7 separate regions of the Mus musculus genome follow, and regions 1, 2, 3, 5, 6 and 7 are each linked to region 4. A link is a contact called in public HiCAR-type and promoter capture Hi-C data. All regions are on one chromosome and are shown on one strand. The core of a region is the stretch at or near the end of the contact, and the rest is flanking DNA. Distances in the headings are between cores, read along the strand shown. Region 1 holds the start of Wfdc1 (WAP four-disulfide core domain 1). Region 2 holds the start of Mlycd (malonyl-CoA decarboxylase). Region 3 holds the start of Hsdl1 (hydroxysteroid dehydrogenase like 1). Region 4 holds the start of Mphosph6 (M phase phosphoprotein 6). Region 5 holds the start of Meak7 (MTOR associated protein, eak-7 homolog). Region 6 holds the start of Taf1c (TATA-box binding protein associated factor, RNA polymerase I, C). Region 7 holds the start of Kcng4 (potassium voltage-gated channel, subfamily G, member 4).

Region 1 (3,253 bases), core at 549-3,048, 1.9 Mb before region 4:
GAAGGCTCTCCCTGCAGCTCCAGGGCAGGGCTGAACATGCTGCTCATCACATTTGTGTTCCTGCATTCATGAGAGTGCTCCTGGTGCTGACTCCGATGGCAGGAACCTGCCAGGGTCTACAGCAGCCCCGGGGAACCAGAATTCCTCCCAGGAGGCATGGGCTGGCATTGGACTAGAAGCCTGTGAGACACACTGGCTACTCTGAGTGCTGAGTGCTTTCTGTGTCTGCACAAGTGTACAGTGTCCCTGCAGGCATGCTGCCTCCCTGACTGGAGACCCCCCCACCCCCGGAGGGTGCCCACCTTACACCCACCCCAACGCTTCCCTCATTATCTGTCTCCCCACTGCTCAAAAGCTAACACACCCTGGCTTCCTTCCTCTCATTCACTCTCTGCTGTCCACACTGCTGTGTAGACACCCCAGGAGGGGAACCGGCAGACAAGTCTCCCATCCAGGACAGTGTCATCAAAACACCAACACCAGGGATGGGGGAGATGTCCCCCAGTGGATAATATGCCCTCTGAGTAGGTCTGAGGCTCAAGTTCCAATACCCAGAATGGATGTAAAAGCTGGCAGAAGTGGCAGCCACTTGTGGCCCACGGGCTCGGGAGGGAGGTGGGATGCCCGGGCCAAGCTGTCCAGGTAGACTAGCCCTAGGGAACTCTGAGTTCAGTGGGAGACCGTCTGTCAGTAAAGGAAATCAAATGAACAAGGTAGATGGCTGATACCAATTGCCAGCCTCCACAGGCCCAAGCACACACGAGTATGTGCCCACATAAGCACTGCACACATCTGTAAACACATACACATGCGTGTCACACACCACATCAACTCCCCCCCCCCCCACATATTTACTGAGAGGAATGCATCACTCTGTCTTCCACAGAGCACATTGTTGGTGTCCAGAGAGGTCAGACAACTTGCTTGAAGTCACACAGCCAAAGACAAGCCCAACTTAGGACTCAGCCATAGGGTCCCACTGTGCCTGCCCCCCCTCCCCCCGTTGACATTCTGCTCAGAACCTTCCTAGGTATCGATGTCATTTGTCCCCAGGCAGCCTGACTCACCCTCGAGGGGGAGAGCGGGTCTCCTCATCCTGTACCTGCAGGGGGTCATATAGATTTTTGCCCAGCCTGCTTCCCACTAAGTGTCTCTTGCCCGAATGAGGCACTGTGGCCAGGCTTCAGACACTGGAGGGGACCAAATGCTCACGTCTGTGCCCTCAGACCCTTTCATTAGACTCTGCTTTCCAGGAAGAAGCAGAGATGCTTTCCCTTAAGCTTCAAAGGCAAGATCTCCACATGGGGGGTGGACCTGTTTCTTGCCTCCCTGCTGGCAGCAATGGGCTCTCAGGAAGGCAGAGCCTTGTCTGCCCACCACCCGCTACAGCTCCAATACAGGAGATTCCCACCACGATAAGAAACCATAGACAGCATCTAGGGACTTCTGTCCCCTGGGCCACCTCCCATCACAGAGGCCCCTCCACCCCTCCTGGCACTTACTCGGGACTTCTCGGCCAGCCTGGCCGGCAGCATTGCCTCCCAAGTGCCCTGGGCAGAACTGGAGCCCAGTAGCAACAGGAAACTCAGAGCCCGAAGGACTTTTCTGCCGCAGTTACCCATCCCGAGGCTGGTGGCAGGGTTTCCTTCTGCACGAGTGACCTCCTCCGCAGGCCGGGGAGAGGAGGCAAGAGGGGTTAAGAGGGAGGAGGGACCATAGCCTGGGTGGGGCCTGAGAGAGCAACAGAACTTTGCCTGCTGCAGCCTTGGTCCTCCACACAGGGTCCCTGGGATCTTGTGCCCTCAGCCAGCACCTGTGCCCTGGGTAGTGGTTGGTTCTCCAGGTTATTTTTAGTCCACCCTGTGGCTCCAGTGACTAGAGTGACTGTAAGCTGGGCAGCTCAGATGCCGGGCAGAGGGAGGAAGGGGCACCAGCCAAGACGTGGCCGGGAGGGACCTGCCACTCCCCTGTAACTATTGAGCTGCTGTGGCGGCCTCCTCGGCCTCCAGTTAGGATGGGCTGTGCTGCTCTCAGCGCTGCCTGTGACTGTCTGCCCCAGGAACTGGGTTTGGGGGTGCTATAGGGAGGGGACAGGGGGCCGCAGGAGCCTGTGGCCCTGGTGTGGGGAAGCAGACCCCTCCCTTGTCTCTGAGTCCCTGCTTTGATGTGACTCTGGGGGAGAGTGGCATTGCACAGGAAAGCATCCTCTGCACTGAGGGTTGCTGCGGGAACCAAGCACCTTGCCTGTCCCCAACAGGTTGTCCCCAACAGCATGCAGAGGTGGCTGCTGTGTGGATCCCCATTTTTCTTAAAGGGGGACACAGAGATGGAAAGAGGTTTCACGCTTGCTCTCACATCAGACAACAGTGTGAGGTGGAGCAGCTAGCTCAGGCCCAGAGGATGGTATGAACGGCTCCACTGGAGAAGGTGGGATTGGCTTTCCCTGCAGCCCCAGTGGTATTTGCCGAGGGGGCTCCGAGGCACACCCTGTGAGGCTGGGTGGCACGGGCAGAATGGGCACCCAGGAAGGTAGGTCTGTCTTCCCACCCACCACCAGGAGCACCCGGGTCCTGGGGCTCTGACAGCAGTTCCCAGCCCCCATGCTCGTCTCCACATGTGCCTACATTACATTCTTGGACAGCAGGCTCTTGGCCCAGTTCCTGGGTCTCTCCGTGGGTGGCCTGGCTTCTGCCTGAGCTGGGCTGATGGTCTGTGAAGCCCTTCTGACCTCCCTCTGCCTTCACTGCACCAGGTCTCCTAGTTCCCCACCAGGAAGGCTCTTCTGCCTGGCAGGGCCCTAGCACGGCCTTGGATTTCTGCCGGGACTGCTTTCCCAGTATGGCTCCTGATAGAGGCTCTCATGTGGTGGCCACCATTGGGTGCATCTGTACTGATTGGAGCGCTGAGCCCCACCCCTGCCTCCCACCCCTCCTCTTCTGAACTAGACAGTCTGCTCTACCTGGTGGATTGTTCTTGTTCTTGTAGCACCCCCCCCCCCGCCATGCTCCATCCCTGGAGTCACAGATTCATAAGACTGTGCTCATGCGCAGTAGGTGAATACAGTTGACCATGTTGTGCCTGATGTAGGATCATCTGGGGTCCCCGTCCTACATTTTGGTACTTGTGGCATCTAACACGTAGTCATAGGATCACTAAACATGCGCCATGTAGCAGCTCTGAGTGAGGACTGTTTACGTGTAAAGCAGACATCATGTACAGAACACACACATGCGTTGGTGGAGGTCAGAGGTCA
Region 2 (3,252 bases), core at 423-2,922, 1.6 Mb before region 4:
CTGGCCTAGGTAGGCACTGCATGCATCTGTATACAGGCAAGCAGAACACTGGTATATATAATCTTTAAAAGAAAGGCCACTATATTTAGTGACACACTTTGTTTGCTGGCATTGGGAAGATGGGACAGGAATATTTCTGGGGCTTACTGAGCAGTTTACCTAATCTAACTGGTGAGTCTCAAGTCTCAGTGAGAGACCCTGACTCATATTAATCCCTTAACTACACCAAGGGTTAAGCAATCAAAATGAGAAGTCTGTAAACCTGCACATAGCAGTGCAAAGGAGCCTGGATCAGGGGATGTATATCTGAAGTCTTGGACAGCTCATCACCTCAGCGTGTCATGTCCTTCACTCTAAAGGAGATAGGTGTCAACCGAAAGGACAGAATGGAAGTAAAAATGGCCATGCCTGTTTCAAGCAGGTCAGGAAAAAAGCAGATGAGGCTTTGAACACTGGGGACTTCTGAAATGGTGATATCATTGTGTATGAACTCAGGGTCAATGCTCCTCTTTATTGAATATTAATGGCTGGCAGCTATGCTAGACAATCCTTTGGGTCTCAGCTATATACACCTCCGTTATCTGTACGCTACATGATATCGCTGGGTAAGCTGCTGACTAGCACAGGTACTAAAAAGTCAACTTAGGATCACTGCGTCTGGGGCTGGGGGTTTGGAATCAAATCTCTTGTCCAAAGTCAGATTGCAGAAAGAGGACTGGAGGCTTTAGAGACCCAGGCGGTGGTGACCTTGACTTTTGGCCATGTTTGTGCATTTCGTGTAACCTGTTAGGGTGATGGACGTTCGTGGGAGGTGCCCAAACTTTGCCCAAAGCCGTGTTCCATCCTTGTTCAAGAACAGCGCAGTTAAAACTAGAGCTATTTTGGAGTAAGCGCAATGGGTGTCACACCCGACAGTGACCCCCGAGGATAGTGCTACGAACCACGCAGTAAGCACCGTGGTATCTGAGGCCGGCGAGGTGGCTGCAGGGGCATGGGTAAGGGTCTGGGGAGTGGGGAGTGGGAAGTGGGCAGGGCCCCGGGGCGGTGGCGGGGGGCGGCGGCCCCGGGGTCGCGGTGGCCCGGGCGGGGCCTTACCCGGACGTGCGGCCCCTCCACCAGCTTGAGGGCCTGCGCCTCCAGCAGATCGGCCCGCAGCTGCACCAAGAAGCGCACGCCGCCGTCCAGCTTGCTGATGTGATGGAAGAGGCCGCGATACCGCGGCACGAGCGCGTAGCGCAACCGGTCCTCCGCCTGCAGCAGCACGGCCGCCTCGCGCGCCTGCTGGCGCAGCTGCAGCACCCCGGCGCTCTGCTCGGCCACCTGGCCGTGGTCCACGCCGAAGCCCTGAGCCAGGCGGCCGAGCAGCTCGGCGCGCTGGGACGCCTCGGCCAGGCCGCCGTAGAAGCTCACGAAGTCGGCGCACTGGCCCTCGGCGGGCGCCGGCGTCTTCTCGCGCAGCTCGTAGGCCGGCGTCGGGGGCACGGCTCGCCGCAGCAGCTCGTCCATGGCGCTGGCCGCGAGCCCGCCGCACAGCCGACGTCCCCGGGGCCCCGGAGGCCGCGGCGGGGACCGCAGTGGGAGCAGGCGCCGAGCCCTCAAGCCTGGCCCGAGGCCTCGCATGACAGCTCCGCGACAGCTGCTAGCGGGAGACGCCACTGGAGAGCGGGCCTCTGCCTCGCTTCCGGCTCCGGCTTCCGGTTTCTCGCCGGCCCCATTGGCCGAGGCCGGACGGCGGACGGAGACATTGGCCAATCGGGGGGTAGAACGGCGGGGGAGGGGCGAGGTGGCTTTCTCAGGCCGGAGGCCAAGTGCAGCCAAAGGTCCCCGGAACCCGGTAGCCCCGGGGCACCTGACTCGCCCTCTTGGCTTGCATCCTTACACCTGTTCTGAGAGTCACCGCCTCAGTCCCTTTCCCCACTACGCACGCGCTTCTCTTGATCTGAGAGCTTGACATCTCAGCTCTTCCCGGGACCGTGCTATGCACGCAGCCTCCTGTGCTAGGGTTCGGATCTAGCGTAGGTGAGGAGCTGAGAAATTTAAGGTTGCATGCTGGACTAGGTCTCCTAGGAATGGGGATGGCTCATTTGATAAAGTGATTGAGAACTTGAGTTCATATCCAGAACCCATGGGAAAACGCTTGTAGTCCTAGCTCAGGGAGGTGGACAAGAGCCAGCCAGTCCAGATAACAAGGTAAGTCTAGGTCAGCCAGAGACCCTATCTCCAAACCAACCAAACAAAAAGTATGCGGGTAGCGCCATCACTCGAGGTGTCTTCTGGCTTCCAGAACCACACATGTACATACGTGCACCCCCACACGTGTGTACAAGGAAATGTATATGCACATGTACACACCAAGCATGTAATTCTCAGAGTAATTCTCTGACTTGACATTTTGACCCTGTCCCGACCCGCGGACAGTAGAACAGGGTCTCTCCCAACAGACCCTCCCTAGGTACTCTCTGGCTCATGTCAAGAATCCCACCCAGACAGAACTGCTGGAGACCCAGCCCATGCCTCCTGCTGCATCCTAGAGCTTCCGTCTGGTCATGCCGGAAATGGGTATAGGAAGAATCTCTTCCCTACCAGCTTCCTTGCTGGGCCTCATTCATTCATTCATTCATTCATTCTTTCAGTGAAATGATTTTCAATTGTTTGGTGAGTTCCAGGCCCACCCTAGGCTTGCATTTGAAATAGCCCTGCTCATTCTCCTTCAGTTTACCATCTGAGGGAGGGAGTCACATTAAAATAACTGCAAAAAGGAATCAGACTGGTAGAGTAGGCTCTGTATGGATTCAGCTTGATATGATGACAGTCATCTTGGATCCAGACTGTTGTGACTGTCCTAGAGAAACCACAGTTCATTTTTTGGTGCATGGTTTCTCTTCAAACTATCGATAGACCAAATCCCAAGAATGACGTCTGGGACCTTACAACCGGATCCAGGCTCCAACCTGTACCTGGCTCTTTGATAAGAACTTAAGATGGACCACGTGCCTTCCAGCTAGGGGGAAAGTCACTTTATCCTAACTCGAGTCTGTGACTCTCTTTCTGACCCATGTGGTAGGATCCAGTTTGGCTTTGCTGTCTACCAAGACTATACATTTGAGTAAGTTCTCCAATAAACTGTACCCTTCCATTCTTCATCTGCCTCTGTCTTTAGTACCACAGCACCTCAGGCCTGCCCGTGGATGCTGGGACCTGCCCTTTTGGAAGAGTTTGCCATAGTGGGTAGGATATCCAGGAACAGCCTAT
Region 3 (3,145 bases), core at 637-3,136, 1.8 Mb before region 4:
GCATGTCCCCGAGAGCGATTCCTGCTGATGGATGAAGCTGCCGGTGCATTGTTTACAAGGCAGAAGAAGAACTCTTTCTGCTCTGCAAACAACCCCTTAAAGATAGTCAGTCGTATTGCCAACAGATTCCTGCTGTTACAAACAACATAGAGTGAACGTCTCTGTCCACAGTTTTATGTTCTCCTGTGCAGTTTTTATAGAGGAATAGCCTAAAGCTGACATTTACAAAGTCACTAAGAAAGCTACTGTCAAATTGCTATACAGGGTGATGGGGAGATGGATGGCTTAGTCACTAACAGTGCTTGTTACTCTCCCAGAAAACAGAGAATTTAGTTCTCAGCACCTACAAGGCAGCTCACAAGTGCCTGTAATGCCACTGCCAGTCGATCTGATGCCCTATTCTGGCCTCCTTGGGCACCCACACACGTCAGAAACCAGACCCTCAGAAAACAGCAAGATAAGTAGAGTTGTACTTAAATCTAATTCTAGTTTAGATGTTTCTGTTAAAATCTGCTCAACAGAACAGAAGTTCATCAAGCCCCCCCCCTCTCTCTTTCTAAAAAGATTTATTTTATTTATATGAGTACATTGTATCTGTCTTCAGACCCACCAGAAGAGGCCATGGATCCTATTATAGTTGTGAACCACCACGTGGTTGCAGGGAATTGAACTCAGGACGTTTGGAAGAGCAGTCAGTGTTCTTAACCGCTGAGCCAACTTTCCAGCCCGCAAGCCCATTTCTCTTACCAGGGACAGCAGAAGGGCAGCTCTGGGACAGGGCAAGAGCTCTGTCTCTCCCCACTTTGGTTCAGAGATAACTGTGATGCAGTTTGCTGTGTAAATCTCCCCCCTACCCCTTTTGCCAGGTGTGAGCACCTACAGTTCCCACTCCTGTAAACGTGTTTAATTGCTCAAAGTGTAACTTAGGGGCGGCAACATAAAAACAACTCACTGATAAAAGCACACACAAGAACAGGGTGTGATCAGTTTGATCGCTCAAACCTGTGTAAAAGAAGCAAGCTTTGTTCTGGGCTGGTCTCTCCTTGGATGTTAGAACCCTGTGCACACTATTAAATATGAAAGACATTTTCCAGGGCCTGGAGAGATGGCTCAGCGGGTAAGAGTACTGACTGCTCTACAGAAGGTTCCGAGAGTTCAAGTCCCAGCAATCACATGGTTGATCTTAACCTCTGCATGTATGTACTTCTGAGATTCAAACTCAGGTCTGGAGGATTGTGTTGCAAGCACTTTTACCCTGCAAGGCGCCTCTAGAAGCCTTAGATAAATGTAACGTCAAGAGCTGATGAACTCTCTGTACTTGTGGTTTGTTGAATGACGCTGAACACTGTTTGGGAACTGTGTCTTACACTCATTGCAAACAATTCCCAGCCACAGGAAGGTATCTAATAAATTATCATGGAATAAATAATGGGTCTTCTATATGTACTGGATTGATCATATCAATAAAGGTGCTGTTCTTGTAGCTGTATGGATGGGTATGTGTGAGGGGTGCTGGTTGTCCCCAGCTGAGTGAAATGGGCATGTGTGAGGGACACGAGCCCTCGCCCCTTTGGCTTCCCAGCGCTAAGGCACCTTCTTTACGGATCCCTGGCCCCGCGTCGCCGTGATCGCCTGCCGACTCCTCCAGACTGGGCTCCGCCACGCTGTCCACCGGCGGCTCAGAGACTTCGGGGTGCATGCTCACTCCTGGCCCGACCACTCAGCCCTAATACTCTACGGTCCGCGTCGTTGGCTGTCCAACGCTTTCCCGGTCGCCGCGGCAACCAGTGCGCACGCGCAGTCAGTTACGCCGCCGAGGGCGGGCCTAGCCGAGGGGGGGCCACGGGGGAAACTGCACCCGGGCGCGTGCGCGGATCACGTGGGTAGCGGACCTGCGGTGGTGTCCCGGGGCGGCGGCCGCGCGGGCAGCGGGCGGGACGGGCTTCGGAGACCGCGCCTCTCGCTGCAGGTATTGCGCCCGCGCCCCTCACGCCCCTCGCGCCCCGCTTCCGTCCCTGGCCACGCCCCCTGGACCCCGACCCTCGGGAACGCCCTCCCCCCCGCCGCGCCCCGTAGCGGGGAACTCTGGTTCCGCGCTCTAGGCAGCCGCTCAGCTCCCTGAGCAGGTGTCCCGGGCCTGGTCCTCGGCAGGAGGCTCGCACAGGCGACACGCCCCGGGACGGCCCTTTTGTCGGTGTCTCTTTATCCTCCTTTATTCCTGGTCGCTAGGTCTAAGTAGGTTCTAAGTCTCAGGACTGATGCAGAATGGCCGCGCTGCTGAAGAAAGCGCGCAGCTTCTGCAGAGCCCGGTGGGTTTTGCAGAGTCGCTGGGCCGTGCCCGGCGCCACTGGGGAGGGATGGGACACTAGCAGGGAGTCCCTGTTCTGCTACCAGGACTCAGCCGCACCCCTGGGCGGTGACCGCAGCGGGTTCGGGTTCCCACGGGGAGTCTCAACGACCACCTGCCAGGGCTCTGGGCCGAGCCTTCGCTGAGATCCTGGGATGTCGTTGCGTCCGTTTCCTTCCTCTTGTGTAGTACACCCGGGTGCGATTGAGGAAGGGGATAAAGTGAAGCCGCGGGGACAGCGCTCTTAGCTTCTTCATAAACTCGGGTCAGTACGAATAGGGGTCGCTAGCATCGAACCCTGAGCGATGATCCTGCCTAGTGGCTCCGGTTTATTGAGGGGTGGCGGGAAGGCACTGTTGCAAATGCTTTTTATGCGTCACCTCATCGAATTCTCGTTGTAGGGGAGAAGCGTTAGCCGCTTTTTACAGGTGGTGGTGTTGTAACTTCATTCCCAAGGGTGGGATGGCTTTTTCAGAGTGACCCTAGTCATTGCTAAAATATTACAGACGCGCCATGTCCAACGTTACTTTATCAGTGGAGGGTGTGTGTGTGTGTTGGGGCGGGGGGAGTGTTGTTTATTTATGTGTGGGTGTGGAGGCTACGGGTCAGTGTCTGTCACTTGCAACCTTATTTTTCGAGAAAACGTCTCTCACAGAACTCAAGAGTTTTCTTTATGTTTGACTGACTGACTGGCCCCCAGGGTCCTCTCGTCTGCTCCTTTCTTCCCAATACTGAAATTACAAATTGGTTCTGCTTACATACCCACTCTTAGATACTGCTGGGGACCTCAGCTCAGGT
Region 4 (2,996 bases), core at 337-2,836:
GTCGGCTACATGTATTTCTTATAGTCATGACCAAGGTAGTAGTAGTTTTGGCTTCTCTGGGGCTTCTTTCCTTGGCGTGTAAATGGTCTTTCTTTTAGCACACACACCTCTGGTGCACTCAGAAGTTTTCATCTTATGACAGGAGGCTGAAGATTTAGCTAAGTGGTAAGCTTAGTGTGTGGCTGTAGGTTTCGTCTACAGCACAGGGGAAGAAAGGCTACCAGCCACACTGGATGTGGGTTCGTCCTAAAGGTTGTCTCTTGAAAAGCCCTGTCTCCAAACACAGTCACATTTTGAAATAATGGGGGTCAGGACTTCAGTATTTGAATGGAAGGAGACATAAGTCTGCCATATATGGTTAGTCCGGTAACAAGATAGCAGGATTTTTATTTATTTTATTTTTTATTTTTGGTACATTCTACCACCAAGGCTTCATATAACGATATTTTCTTGACTTTCAAGCCTTCCCACTTTGATCTGAAGAGGGCCACCCTGGATTAAATTTAAAGTGACCCTAAAAGTCACTGGCTGCAGCCATTTTCTTCCTTCCACGGTATTTACTGCTTTCTAATGTAGCTCCAGGAAAGGGTGGGAATGTGTCTTTAGCCCCTTGGTGCTCACCCATGTCTCACTGACAGTTATGAGTAAATGTGTTTCTGTAACCACTTAACACATTATGTCTTTATTTACTCCACTGAGAAAACCTGCAGGGCGTTTAATATCCGGAATGCTTTATGAATCTCGACTTTACCACTTCTCCAGCGGGTTGCTTATTACATGCCAGTGATGTGTCCTTCCGTATACTTACGAGGTACGGCACCACAACTTGTGGAAGTCCATTCTGCCCTTCCATCACGGGGGTCCCGGGGATCAAACTCATGTCCTCCTCGGGCTTGGCAGCAAGTGTTTTCACCCATTAAACCACCCCTGGCCCCTTCACAAGTTGTCGCCTTGCGTACAGCTCTTGCTAGTTCCTGCCATTCTTCCCATTCCAGAAGGAAATCCTTCAGGCTCCAAGATGCACAGCGAACAGGTGTATGCATATTCATCAGTCTTCCACGGTTTGTGTGCAGCCCTACAGCTATCACGCAGCCTGGGTTTGTGACCACCTCCTTCACTCTGGGACAGAGCATAGCGACACCAGCGGCTCAGGGCTACTGAGAGTTCTAGAAAACACGCTTCATAGAAAGCCACCATTCGTATTTTTAAAACTTTTAAACTCTGGCAGCAACCTCAGCGGCCTCAGCTAGGACCTCAGCAAGGAACTTCCAGACCGGGTCGTTAGGGAGTCCTCGGGTGTCGTGGAGGCCCCGCCTACAGCTCCAGCGTCCTCCCCTTAATCCGCCTTTCCTGAGTTTAGCCCTGGGACCCTGAATCGCAGTCGCCCCGCGGTGGCCCGAGCTCTTACCACAGCTCTTTGCGGAGAGACGCGCTCCGGGAGCTGGAGAAGCCAGAAGCAGCTCCGAGCACTAGGGCGGGGCAGCGCGATGGGTGTGCCTAATCGGGGGCGTGGCAACGGCGCGGGGGCGGAGCTAAAGCTCTGCCACGCCTGTAAGCGACGTGGCCCGGGCGGGTCTAGAGCGTCGTCTTATCTAGCTCCGCTCTTGACCGTGCGCAAGCGCAGTGCGGCGGGAAAGCCTCTGCAAGTGCGTCCAACATGGCGTCGGAGCGCAAGACTAAGTTATCCAAGAACCTGCTGCGCATGAAGGTGCTGAGGTCGGGAATGCTGGGTTGTCGGGCGGGGAGGCTGCTGAGCTCCGAGATGTTCCGTAGTGGGACTCGGGCCGAAGCGATGGGCAGACTGGCTCGGGATGGCCGCGGCCAGCGCACCCCATTCATTCGCTCAGCCTGCGGGCCTTTGGGCACCAGGGGTGAGATTTTGCTTAGCCTGATGTGGGGAGGGAGCCTGCACAACGTTCATCAGAGCCTGCAGAGTTGAGTGCTGTGGTGGCTTTAGTGTCTGGGCCGCCTGGGAAGTTAGACTTCTCGCGAGAAGTGGTCCCTAAGGAGGAACAACGTGAGGGATGGCAGGTAGTGTCCTAAACTGAGGGAAAGTGAGTCCAGAAGCTAAGAAGGAGAAAATCAGGGACGTTGCAAAGAACTAAAGGTAGCTCGGACGTCTGAAAGACAAGGAGCATAAAATGAGGCTGGAAATCTTAGTGGTCACACATCCAAGGAATTGTAAGCCAGGCTGAAGTTTTGTTCCTGTTGCCTCATGAGCAGGAGGAAACTGTTTTCTGAGTTAATTGCTTTTTGTTTGTTTGTTTGTTTGTTGGGGGGGGGGGGGGTCGAGACAGGGTTTCTCTGTGTAGCCCTGGCTGTCCTGGAACTCACTCTGTAGACCAGGCTGGCCTCGAACTCAGAAATTTGCCTGCCTCTGCCTCTCCCAAGTGCTGGGATTAAAGGCGTGCGCCACCACGCCTGGCTAGTTATTGTTTTTTTAAGGCCACTTTAACTGAACTGTGGATGATGGTTAATCAGAAAGGCCCAGCCCAACAACGTGAAAGCTCACAGCCAAAAGGATGAGCTAAAAAAGTTCCTGTGTTCTGGGTGAAGGTTGTCTTCGTGGTGGGAATGGAGAAAATGTTAGTGGGGTGAAATGAGTTCTCCACTAACTTTTAAACAAAATGAGTTTCCCTTTGTGTGTGTGCATGCATAGCTGTATATATACCATGTGTGTTCAGGTGCCTGCGAAGGCCAGAAGAGAGTGTTGGAGCCCCTGAAACTGGAGTTTTAAGTCAGCAGGTATGAGTACCAGGACTTAGGCAAGAGTCAAGGGTGCTCTTAGCCACTGAGCCAACTTCCCCAGCCCATGATTTTTAAATTTGAAGTTGAGCCAGCTGAAGTGGCTTTGATGGCACACATTTGTAATCCCAGCACTTGGGAGGTGGAGGCAGGAGCTTAATTTGTGGCCAGCCTGAGCTGGATATGAGACCCTGTCTCAGACATCATTAAAACAGAAGCAGCTTAACCACAATTTAAAAGGGGTTAAAAGC
Region 5 (3,082 bases), core at 311-2,810, 2.0 Mb before region 4:
TCTTGCTAGAAGCCCCTGAACCTCAGCTCCTCTCCATGTCACTCGCCCAACCTGCAGCATATATCCACAGCCACACCTCCGTCCTACCCTCTCCCCTTAGTTTATACATGCCAGGTGGGAACTGAATGAAGGAGTAGGCACTAAGGGGAGGAAAGGAGCCTGACACATTTTCATATGTCACAGACTGGTGACCCATGATGCCCTGGAGGACTCAAAGGCTGTCCTGGCTGCCTCAGCCTCACTCCTCCATGATGGCCCTTGTAGCCCAACTTCAGCTCGAGGCTCTGCCCACTGACTGGTCGTTTTCCTAGGGGCTCATAGGAGGGTGGTGGTGGGGGATCAAGTCAATTCAAGGTGTCTTGGTGTTAAGATGGCCGTGGAATGTTGGGAACAAACGCTAGGTGGAGCTTGGCTGAGCGAAAGGCAGATGGCTTCTGGTGGACATGTGACTTCAATCCACTAGGGGGAGCTAGCTGCCCGTTTTCTTTTGCTGTCTCTCTTCTACTCGCCTTTTCAAAACTTCCACTCTCTGTATCCCAGGCTGGCCTGGAACTCACTGTGTAGACCAGGCTGGCCACAAACTTGCAGCAATGCCCCTGTCTAAGCCTCTTGAAGTGCTGAGATTACAGGTGTATGCCACTACACTCAGCCGGGCTGGTGTCACAATAATTAAATAATAATACTAATAATACTAATAATAATGTGTGGTGTTTTGCTTTATGTGCACCGTGTGTGCAATGTCTCTGGAGGCCAGAAGAGGGCGTCGGATCCCCTGGAACTGGAGTTACAAGCAGGCCTGAGCTGAAGTGTGGGTTCACCTGTGTCCTCTGTTAGAGCAGCAAGTGTTCTTAAGGACTCTGCCACCTCTCCGGCCTCTGGTGTCATTTTTCCAGCTACAATTTCAGACAGCAGCTTCTGTTACTTTGGGGGGTTGGGAGGAGTTCCTCTGTGCCACTCGGACGGTGGGGTTTGCAGGCAGCGACAGTGGGTTCGTCTCTGCTGAGAATTCTGGGACCTACCTCTGTTGTGTCTGTCTCCGACACCAGAAAAGGCCCGGTAGGGCTGATAGCAAGCTATCCCACTCCTGGGGACAAGACCGGCCGGCATCTGCTTCTGTGTGTCAAGTGCTCTATTGGCTAACGCAATGGACTTCAGGAGGTAAGGAGGTCAGATTTTCCACCCTAGTTCTGGGGGGCGAGTCCCAGCTCAGGCCTTCTGTTCACAGTGCCCCTGTTCCCAGCCTCCCACATTGCTCCCTTCTATCCGCTCCCTGCATTTAAACCCCCTGATCCGCTTCCAGCCCTTCAGCAGCTTCCTAGCACCTCCTAAAGCCCAAGTTCTCCTTCAGCCTTTGCAGAACCTGAGCAACTGTCAACCATCCCCAAGTGTTCCGCTGTTACAGGCTCAGTTCTTCGATCCCAGGCTCCGCCCACTCCCCGTGAACTACAATCCCATTGGTTAAGATCTGACTCGGGCTCCACCTCTCAGTAGCCCTTTTCCAATTGGTGCTCATGACCGTCCGTCAGCGCCGTTGCTAGGGAAAGGGCTGGGCGACCCGGGCAACCTTGCTGCCCAGGACGTACCGGAAGGAGCTCGGTCCCTGTAGACCAAGGCTGGTGAGCCGGAGGGAGGGAGCCCGGGCGAGGCTGGGCATAGCTCAAGGAAGGAAGGAAGACCTTCGGGGTGGCCTGAGCAGCCCCCAAGGAAGCTACTGTCTCAGGCTACTGTCAGAGAAGCAGAGAGTGCCTGGGATGGGGTGAAGCTGGGCTCTGAAGGGATCCGTGGGCCTGCCTTGTTTTCCGAGACGAACCCAATAGAGTTCCTTCAGAGGCAAGCTCAAAACCAATTTAGGGGGAGGCGAGGAAGGTGCCCTGGCCTGCACTCCTGAGGGGGGCTGGGACAGATGGAGGGCTGCCAGCTGCAGACCCAGTAGGCTCCAGGACTTGGACATGGGCTTGGTGTGGCTGTTCTGATGGGGTGTTGACCCCAGGAACCAGACAGTGTGTCACGATCTCTTGGAGGCCCCATGGGAAATTGTCCGAGGCACACTCCAGCCTGCCACCAGGAGCTTGGGGCTGCAAAGAGCTGGCTCGCCACATTCTTCGTGACACAAGGAGCCCTTTTTATTCTCCAGGGTCCATCTGTGTTTGTCTTTGGTTTCTGGAAAGCAGAACCAGGTGGCGATGTTAAACGATTCACCCAAGCTTATTAAAGCACGGCAAGCTAAACTCCTTTTAAGACCATGGGTTAGTGACTTGGTGATGGGACTTCACTGTTGGGGAGAGGGCCCCCTCCCGAAATGGATCACCTGGTTGGGGGGAGGAGGAAGGACGTGTTTAGCTATTAGGGGCAGTAGAGTGTTGAGGATAGACTGTTGCGGAGACTGGAATGTTCAAGGAAGCTCACTGGTGGGTTCAGGAGACTTGGATCTGGTCGGGCAAAGGCTTCCCCTTGATTGTGCCCAGGTGGGAAAGCCCATTGTTATACAAAAACTGTCTGGAATGGCCACCTGTGTATGGATTGAGACTGTAGAGCTCATAGGCCCTGTGTGGAGAATGGTCAGGGCTGTGGGTGACCTTTAAAGGGTCTCTCCACATCCCCCCCACCCCCCCACCCCCGCTTTCTGATAAGAAAAATGGCTTTGATCCTTGGCAAGTGTCTCTTTTGGGTCACAAGGCTGATACTCACTGCTACAAGTGACCTTACAGTCACTGAAAGATGTCTTCACCTAAGAAAGGTGGACATAGTTGCCAGGGGAAAGCTACCCCATGGACCAAGGTGTCCCCATGGAGGACAGAACCTGCCCCTGACACATGCAAGACCTTTCTCCGGGAAGCTGACAGATTGCTGGCCCCATGACAGAGCTTGCAGCCTAAAGGGAGAGCATGGGCCCCCCCGAGAATCATTCTTGCTGCAGCTGTGTGGAGACAGGCGGCCTTCCAGCTGTAGCGGCTGGGCTGGTACAGGGTGAAGAGCCATATTCTCAAGGTCTCTCCCCAGTCCTCCCTGAGCTGTGGGCTCCAAACCTGCCCTTCCCCTCCCCCTGCCTTCCTCACAGAGCAGCCAAGCTCTGGCTCTGTCC
Region 6 (3,116 bases), core at 27-2,526, 1.8 Mb before region 4:
CTGTAGCTGTCTTCAGAGGCACCAGTAGAGGGCATCAAACCCCATTACAGATGGTTGTGAGCCACCATGTGGTTGCTGGAATTTGAACTCAGGACTTTGGGAAGAGCTGTCAGTGCTCTTAACCGCTGAGCCATCTCTCCAGCCCTGTGAGGGATTTTCTTAATCAGATTATTTGAAGGAGGAAGAGCCATCCTAAATCACCTTCTGGTGGCAGCCCAGATAAAAGAAATGGAAAAAGAAACCATGATTTGTGCCTGCTGGACCTCACCCTCACCGGCAAAACCATTTATTTTATGGCATTGCTGAAGTTTTCCTTTCAGTATTCAAATCAATTTCTTTAGGATTCCAACAGAGACTGAAGCTCGGCGGCTCTTTAGGAATGGCCCAGGACTACAGCACCAGATCAGAACTGCTGAGACAACCAGCCTCGTGGACGGAACAGTACCAAATTCTCCTTGCCATTTCTGTCATAAGACAGCTATTATTGAACTACGCAGATCACAGCCTGTAAGCCGGTCTAATAAAATCTCCTCTATTCCATACTCATTCAATCAGTTCTGTTCCTTTAGAGATCCCTTAATAAACTCAGGAACACAGATTTTTCTCCCTGAATAACTTGCTCCACCATGAAGACCGATTTATGAAGTTCTGATAATTACAGGACAAAGGAAAGTCAAACCCAAAGAAGTCGTCAAACACATTGGCGGGAATGTCATGTAGGTAGGTTGCAGTGACGCAGGAGAATCTGTTCCTTGTCTCGATTCTATCTGAAGATATTCTTAGCCTCCAGGCGATGGAAAGCAAGTGGTCAGCAGAGCCACGCGTCCTAAGTTTTACGCGATAGTGTCAGGACCAAGGCAACTTACAGGCAGAGCCCAGGACTCGCTGCATGCGAGCGAGTTTGAACAGATCCCCCAAAACTCGCAGGTGCACACACAAGGAATATTAGCTTGAGAATGACAAGCTAATATTCCCTCCTGGCCCCTGTTAAAGCCACACATGCACCCAGAGGTGTCTATGAAGCGGATTCTAGGACTTGTGGGTAATAAATACAGTGCGTGGCTCATCGGAGGTGCTCACTTGTTCGTTGAGAGGATCAATTCAAGCTTCTCAACACTTTTGTGAAATAGGATGGAAATTTCATAGCTTAGGCGCCACGACCATGCATATTGGCCCTCAGCTCTGCAGGTGGCGCTGGAGGACTCGGTTAGATGATCTGGGGGCGGGACTTCCTGTTTCTCGGGCGAACTTCCGGCCTGATCCGGAAAACAGTTTAGTCTGCTCCAACAGTTGTGGGTGGCGGCGTTGAGGTTCGGCACTCTGGCTCCTTTGCGGCCCCGGGGTCAGGTGAGGCTGTTGCGGGAATGCTGAGAGCACGTGGCAGACCACGTGGCTATAGAGACTGGTCGATTACAGCGCTGAGGCTCGTCCTAGATGCTGGCCACGAGGGAGGGCGGTCCGGGAACACTTGTGGTTACTACACACCGGTTTTCAGTTCAGACTCTAAATTCAGCGCCTTCACGTCTTGTCCAGCGGGTACTAGTGCTCTGCTGGTGCTCTTATTGCGGATGTTAGATTTAATTTTTACTAAAAATGAGGGCTGACTTGACAGTTACTGCTTCTAAAGAGTTCCTGCATTTATTCAGCCCACGGGCATTTTCGGAGAAGCCTGTGTTTGGCAGTGGGGAAGCAGGAATAGTACGCAGCCCATGTCCACAGAGGGGTGGAAGAAAGTCAGCCTGCTACTGTCATGCGCAGCGCGTTGATGAACGCTCAGCCTTCATCGGCATCACTTGGTCCTCCACACTCTCCCCTTTGTATATTCTGTGGTTGCTTATCTCTTTGGCACTTTACCTGCCACGAGGCCTTTTGCGATCACTTTCTCCCCAGCCCCTCTTCCAAGGTGTGAGCAGAGATATCTGTCTGGCTGCCCTCAAGAGAGTGAGCAGTCCTTGGGCAGCCCTGCTGACGCGCTGGCATTAGGCATAGTCTGGTCTTTATCTGCTACCTTGTAGTGGTCTCCCCTACTGTGTTCTGAGAACCCTGGTGCACTGTTGAGACTCCTAATGAAGGCGTGTGTAACGTTAGATACATTCTCTCCAGGATGGACTTCCCTGGCACCCTGCGCCCTTCATTGTTTAAGGCCGGTCCACTTGGCATGACTGATGGCCCTGACCTGTCCTTCATGTGCAGCTGGAGAGATGCACTGACCCTGCCAGGGTCCCAGCCACAGAACTGCAAGGTGAGGATGGAAATAGGGTCCTTTCCTTGGTCTGTTCCTCCTCCTTGCTCACTTATTGGGAAAAGAGGTCTAGGCAGCTGCTACTTGAGCTGCGCACCGGTTGCCCTGCTGTCCAGACAGTGTCTCTCAACAGAGGCTGTGGCTCCTCTTTCCTCGCTCCCTCTCCCTGGGTTCAGCAGGTGTTTATGTGTTGGGGTCCTTACAGGCCCAGGAGCCCAGCATGAGGAAGTCAGGCAACCCCACCTAAGGGACTTCCAGTTATGGTGAGAGACTGTACACCAACGGGCAGACCTTTTATAGTGTGGCCTTGACTTGCCTGAATTAGTGGAATGCCAGGGGCAGGATTTCTGCTCTTGGGAGGTCCATCTCTAGCAGCCTTGTATTGAGTACATTGAGGAGAGCATGTCAAAGAGAGGGTGTTGGGGGAGGGGAGTTCTTGGTCCTTGGGACAAGGGTGCCCACTGAATGGCAGGACTCAGAGGAGATAGCTGAGGAAGTTGGAGCTCATTGGGTTGTGGGTAGGCAGTCATGACTTAGGCGCTTCCTTTGAAAGCTGCTGTGAATGAAGTTTAGAATTCAGTTCAGACTCTGGAGTCGGTTGCCTGGGTTCAAGTCCATGCCTGTTTGTTGCTTCTGTCACCTAGGGCGGCAGCCTCATGCTTCAGGGTTCCTCATTAGCGAAGTGACCACCTTTTCACATTTGTCCCGAGGACTGAGTTAGTTAATTGGCAGGGATTGCACACCTGTCATGTTATTGCTGCCCCGTTTCCCTAGGATCCGACCTTGTCCTTTGCCAAGAACCTACTGTGGGAGCCATCGACGCCAGGACCCCTCCCCCTCCTGATGCCTCCTGATCCTGGTAAGAGTCTCTCTC
Region 7 (3,148 bases), core at 153-2,652, 1.8 Mb before region 4:
AGCCCACTGTGGACAGAGATACAAACTGGGATGTATCCTGGGTTCCACAGGAAAGTCCCAGGCTGAGCAAGTCACGAGGAATGAAGCAATAAACAGCACTCATCCAAGGCCTCGGCCCTGGTTCCTGCCTCCAGGTTCTCGCCTTGGCTTCCTTCAGTGGGTAGTGACTTGGCTACGGAAGCTAAATAAACCCTTTCCTTCCCAAGTTGCTTTGGATCACCGTGCTTCATCACGGCAATAGAAACTCTGACTGAGACAGAACTAAAGGAGATAGAGAACAGAGAGCCCTGTCCGGAGGGAGAGAGTTCTGGAGCCTGGCTTATTGGAGCTAAGAGAATGGGAGAGTCAGAGAAAGGGCAGAGCCTCGGCACCCCTCACAAAGATGCCAGACCTCTCTCTGCCTTGGGCCTCAGCAGCAGTGACTGTGGTACAGGCAGCAGGGAGGGGCTGTGGGAAGGCAGAGAAAACAGGCCCTGTCTCCAGTTCTTGGAATTTCTGTGGAACCCTGGGGTTCCCATAATACCCTTTGAGAACCCCTGCCCCCTGCCAGCCTCTCCTTCTTGCCTGCACTCCTCCGCCCCTCTTCGAGGCCACAGGTACTCTCTGTTACTCCTTCCAGAGAGCTGAGGACAGCCAGGCTCTGATCCCCTTGCTCCTGGACGCCCCCCCCCCCCATCAGTGACAGCCCTAACCTAGCTCCAGCTGCCAATTAGGACGATGACCTTGAACAAGCCTCTAGGGATCTCAGAGGCCGAATGGAGTTGTGAAGGTCACTTGGCTGCAAAAACCTTTTAAGGAAATGAAGGACCTAGGGATAGGCAGCCCTACATTAACAGGCTTTTGCAATTTCAGCCTTTATGGTTCCCACTGTCCTCATCTGACCAGTGAGAAAACTGAGGCCCAGAGAGGTGGAGTGACTCACCAAGCACACACAGCAAGAAGCTGGCTTGCAGCATCTCCCTCTCCCCACCTACACCTACACCTACACCCAGGGCCAAGCTCCCAGGAGAAGCTCAAGGCTTGGATTTCATATCCTGAAAGCCTGCTGCCACTCATAGACATTTTACAGATAAGGAGACTGAGTACAACGGCACAAAGCCACCTGCCTAAGGACATTCACTTGGACACTGGGATCTGGCCCCAATCTCAGCCCCTTATGCCATCTCCCCAATACCTACCCTAGGCTCTGAGACTGGGTCGGTCTGTCCCAGCCTGCAAGCCTCCCCACAGCCCTTACTGAGTGGACCATGAGGTTGCAATCGCCAGGTCCCCAGCTGCTCCAGCTCCTCCTGAGCTCGGCTCCTCCTCAGAGAGGAGAAGGACAGACATTCTCCTTGCCTTCCTGGTGGCTGGCAGAGCCTCTGCTCCCCGCCTGCTGCCTGGCTGATGGAGAGATTAATCCTAAGCCCTTCCTGGCAGCACCCCCACCCCCATCTCAGGCAGGACCATGCTGGCTGTCCCCGTGGGACTTGGAGCACCAAGTCCAATGCTGAGGCAGGACAGCTGGCCCAGCTCCCTGCAGCATCCGGACCTTCGGCTTCCAGGAGGAGGGAGGACTTCAGAGCCCTTCTAGAGAGCCACCTTGCGCCTCTGCTCTTCTGCGGAGTCAGACTGAATAAACTTCTGCTCTGTAGAGGAAGTGGGAGAAGAATTGGATGCTGACCCTCTGCCAGGACTGCTATGTTGAGAGCTGGTTTTGATTTGTGTTTTGTTTTGTTTTTTGGGGGGCGGGGGTTCTTCTCATTTCCCCCTACCTCTCTGTCACAACCCTGTCTTTTCCTGGTCAGTGAGACATGGGCTCCCCATGCCCGGCAGAGAACCAGCTGGGAACACACTTCCTAAAACAAGCGGTGAGTTGAACTTGGGAGGAAGTTGCTCGTTCTGGGGGGGGATGTTCTAGAGCTGGCTGAGTGGAACAGCTTGGCAGAAGGGATATTTGGAATGAATTACTTCCCCGGGCTCTAAGGGAGTTTTGCTGGCCAGCTGTTGGAGGGGGAACAAAGACCACAAAATCAGATCTGTTCAGTGGAAGGAGAGGGGGACAAGATTCCAGCGCTGGAGAGAACCCCTAGCCAGGAAGCTGTGTCCTGGGTTGAGTTTGGATTTGCTGAGTGACCTTGGATGAGTCCCTTTCAGCACTCTGGGTCTTGGTTTTTACACTGGAAATTGAGAAAGGTTGGCAAGAACACCCTGGATTTCCTGTCTCTGCAGGCTGCGCTCCTCCTGCCGCTGGCTGTGTGCTGTGAACCAAGTAATGCATGCAGAATAGCGGAGTGCTCTGCAGGGCGAGTGTGAAACACAGCCACCCCCACTCACTCCTCGCTGGCTGTCCGCAGAATCCCGGCCGGCTCTGGAGTAGAAAGGCACTTTCGTTTCCATTGGCTCCTGATTGGAATGCCTCTCTCAATGTAAGGTTATAGGTGCCTGGAGACAGCTCTGGCTGGAACAGGTAGCATAAGAAATGGTCACACCACACGGATGATGAGACAGGTCATAAATACTTTTAAAATTATGTGAGCAAGCTAAAATAAAACCTGCTTGTCCTAAGCGAAGCCCCTAAATGGGTTTGCAATACAGACAGCATTAGAAACCTCTTCACGATGCAAATAAAAGAGTATACAGCTCAGAGTGGGGAGTGACTACTTCAAGGTCACACAGCAAGGGTGACAGAAGATCAGGGTGAAGCTTTCTTGGGGAGCTCCTGAGAGTCAGGTGCCTTGCAAAGCTGTCATGATCCCTACCTCCTAAGCGTTTGACAGTAGGGGACACTAGGTGTCAGTCAGTCCCCTCATCTGCGAAGGTGAACCGTGCCTGTCTGCCTTATGGGATGGTTGGCCTGGGCCCCTTAAAGGAACTGGGTGCCTTAGAGCTTCTAGAAGTGACCGTTATGATGGTGTTTCCCGAACAGGCCTGTGCTCAACAGTATGGTAGCCCAAACTTCCCCACTCGCACAGACCAAGCAGAGGGTCCAGAGAATCTGAGTCTGTCCTCTTCTGTAAAGGACATGGCCACGTAGGGCACCCTGCAGGGTTGACACAAGCCTTGCCCTTTGAGGAGAGAGAGGAAGCCTCATGCCCCAAGACTACACAGTGTTCGAAAGCACAGCACAGGGTCCGCTACTCACATCTCCATCCACAAAGTCCGTGTC

The links. Promoter capture Hi-C pulls out the DNA fragments that hold promoters and counts their contacts. HiCAR-type assays count read pairs that join an accessible place to other places.
Region 1: a promoter capture Hi-C map of hippocampal neurons shows a contact between it and region 4, with 4 times the contacts expected there. The contact joins the promoter of Wfdc1 here to the promoter of Mphosph6 in region 4.
Region 2: a HiCAR-type map of astrocytes shows a contact between it and region 4, with 9 times the contacts expected there. The contact joins the promoter of Mlycd here to the promoter of Mphosph6 in region 4. A contact is called at or near these places in 6 of 39 promoter capture datasets (the 3T3-L1 cell line, the C10 cell line, embryonic stem cells and 3 more), 2 of 484 Hi-C or Micro-C datasets (B cells and the G1E-ER4 cell line), 3 of 115 datasets of contacts at active chromatin or transcription factors (astrocytes, extraembryonic endoderm stem cells and stem cell-derived neural progenitor cells) and 1 of 9 other capture datasets (embryonic stem cells).
Region 3: a promoter capture Hi-C map of hippocampal neurons shows a contact between it and region 4, with 5 times the contacts expected there. The contact joins the promoter of Hsdl1 here to the promoter of Mphosph6 in region 4. A contact is called at or near these places in 5 of 39 promoter capture datasets (the C10 cell line, embryonic stem cells, hippocampal neurons and 2 more) and 1 of 9 other capture datasets (embryonic stem cells).
Region 5: a HiCAR-type map of astrocytes shows a contact between it and region 4, with 2.3 times the contacts expected there. The contact joins the promoter of Meak7 here to the promoter of Mphosph6 in region 4. A contact is called at or near these places in 1 of 39 promoter capture datasets (embryonic stem cells) and 1 of 115 datasets of contacts at active chromatin or transcription factors (astrocytes).
Region 6: a contact with region 4 is called in a promoter capture Hi-C map of hippocampal neurons, with 8 times the contacts expected there. The contact joins the promoter of Taf1c here to the promoter of Mphosph6 in region 4. A contact is called at or near these places in 3 of 39 promoter capture datasets (embryonic stem cells, hippocampal neurons and liver) and 1 of 115 datasets of contacts at active chromatin or transcription factors (astrocytes).
Region 7: a promoter capture Hi-C map of hippocampal neurons shows a contact between it and region 4, with 10 times the contacts expected there. The contact joins the promoter of Kcng4 here to the promoter of Mphosph6 in region 4. A contact is called at or near these places in 1 of 39 promoter capture datasets (hippocampal neurons), 1 of 115 datasets of contacts at active chromatin or transcription factors (astrocytes) and 1 of 9 other capture datasets (embryonic stem cells).

Annotation. Positions count from the first base shown.
Region 1 is chr8:119,664,910-119,668,162 of GRCm38.p6, reverse strand. Wfdc1 (WAP four-disulfide core domain 1) reads right to left here and starts at 1,798. Exons shown (of 7, transcript NM_023395.2): 1 at 1,503-1,798. The coding sequence starts at 1,622. The region is part of intron 1 of Gm32352 (a long non-coding RNA gene); the gene reads left to right.
Region 2 is chr8:119,393,314-119,396,565 of GRCm38.p6, reverse strand. It overlaps Mlycd (malonyl-CoA decarboxylase), which reads right to left and starts at 1,672. Exons shown (of 5, transcript NM_019966.3): 1 at 1,096-1,672. The coding sequence starts at 1,620.
Region 3 is chr8:119,573,916-119,577,060 of GRCm38.p6, reverse strand. It overlaps Hsdl1 (hydroxysteroid dehydrogenase like 1), which reads left to right and starts at 1,886. Exons shown (of 5, transcript NM_175185.5): 1 at 1,886-1,969. Dnaaf1 (dynein, axonemal assembly factor 1) reads right to left here and starts at 1,826. Exons shown (of 12, transcript NM_026648.4): 1 at 1,594-1,826. The coding sequence starts at 1,699.
Region 4 is chr8:117,800,564-117,803,559 of GRCm38.p6, reverse strand. Mphosph6 (M phase phosphoprotein 6) reads left to right here and starts at 1,586. Exons shown (of 5, transcript NM_026758.4): 1 at 1,586-1,708. The coding sequence starts at 1,658.
Region 5 is chr8:119,776,894-119,779,975 of GRCm38.p6, reverse strand. Meak7 (MTOR associated protein, eak-7 homolog) reads left to right here and starts at 1,560. Exons shown (of 8, transcript NM_028883.2): 1 at 1,560-1,616.
Region 6 is chr8:119,603,366-119,606,481 of GRCm38.p6, reverse strand. It overlaps Taf1c (TATA-box binding protein associated factor, RNA polymerase I, C), which reads left to right and starts at 1,276. Exons shown (of 15, transcript NM_021441.3): 1 at 1,276-1,347; 2 at 2,104-2,242; 3 at 3,017-3,101. The coding sequence starts at 2,105.
Region 7 is chr8:119,633,934-119,637,081 of GRCm38.p6, reverse strand. Kcng4 (potassium voltage-gated channel, subfamily G, member 4) reads left to right here and starts at 1,402. Exons shown (of 3, transcript NM_025734.2): 1 at 1,402-1,850. Gm46054 (a long non-coding RNA gene) reads right to left here and starts at 1,454. Exons shown (of 4, transcript XR_001778667.2): 1 at 1,179-1,454.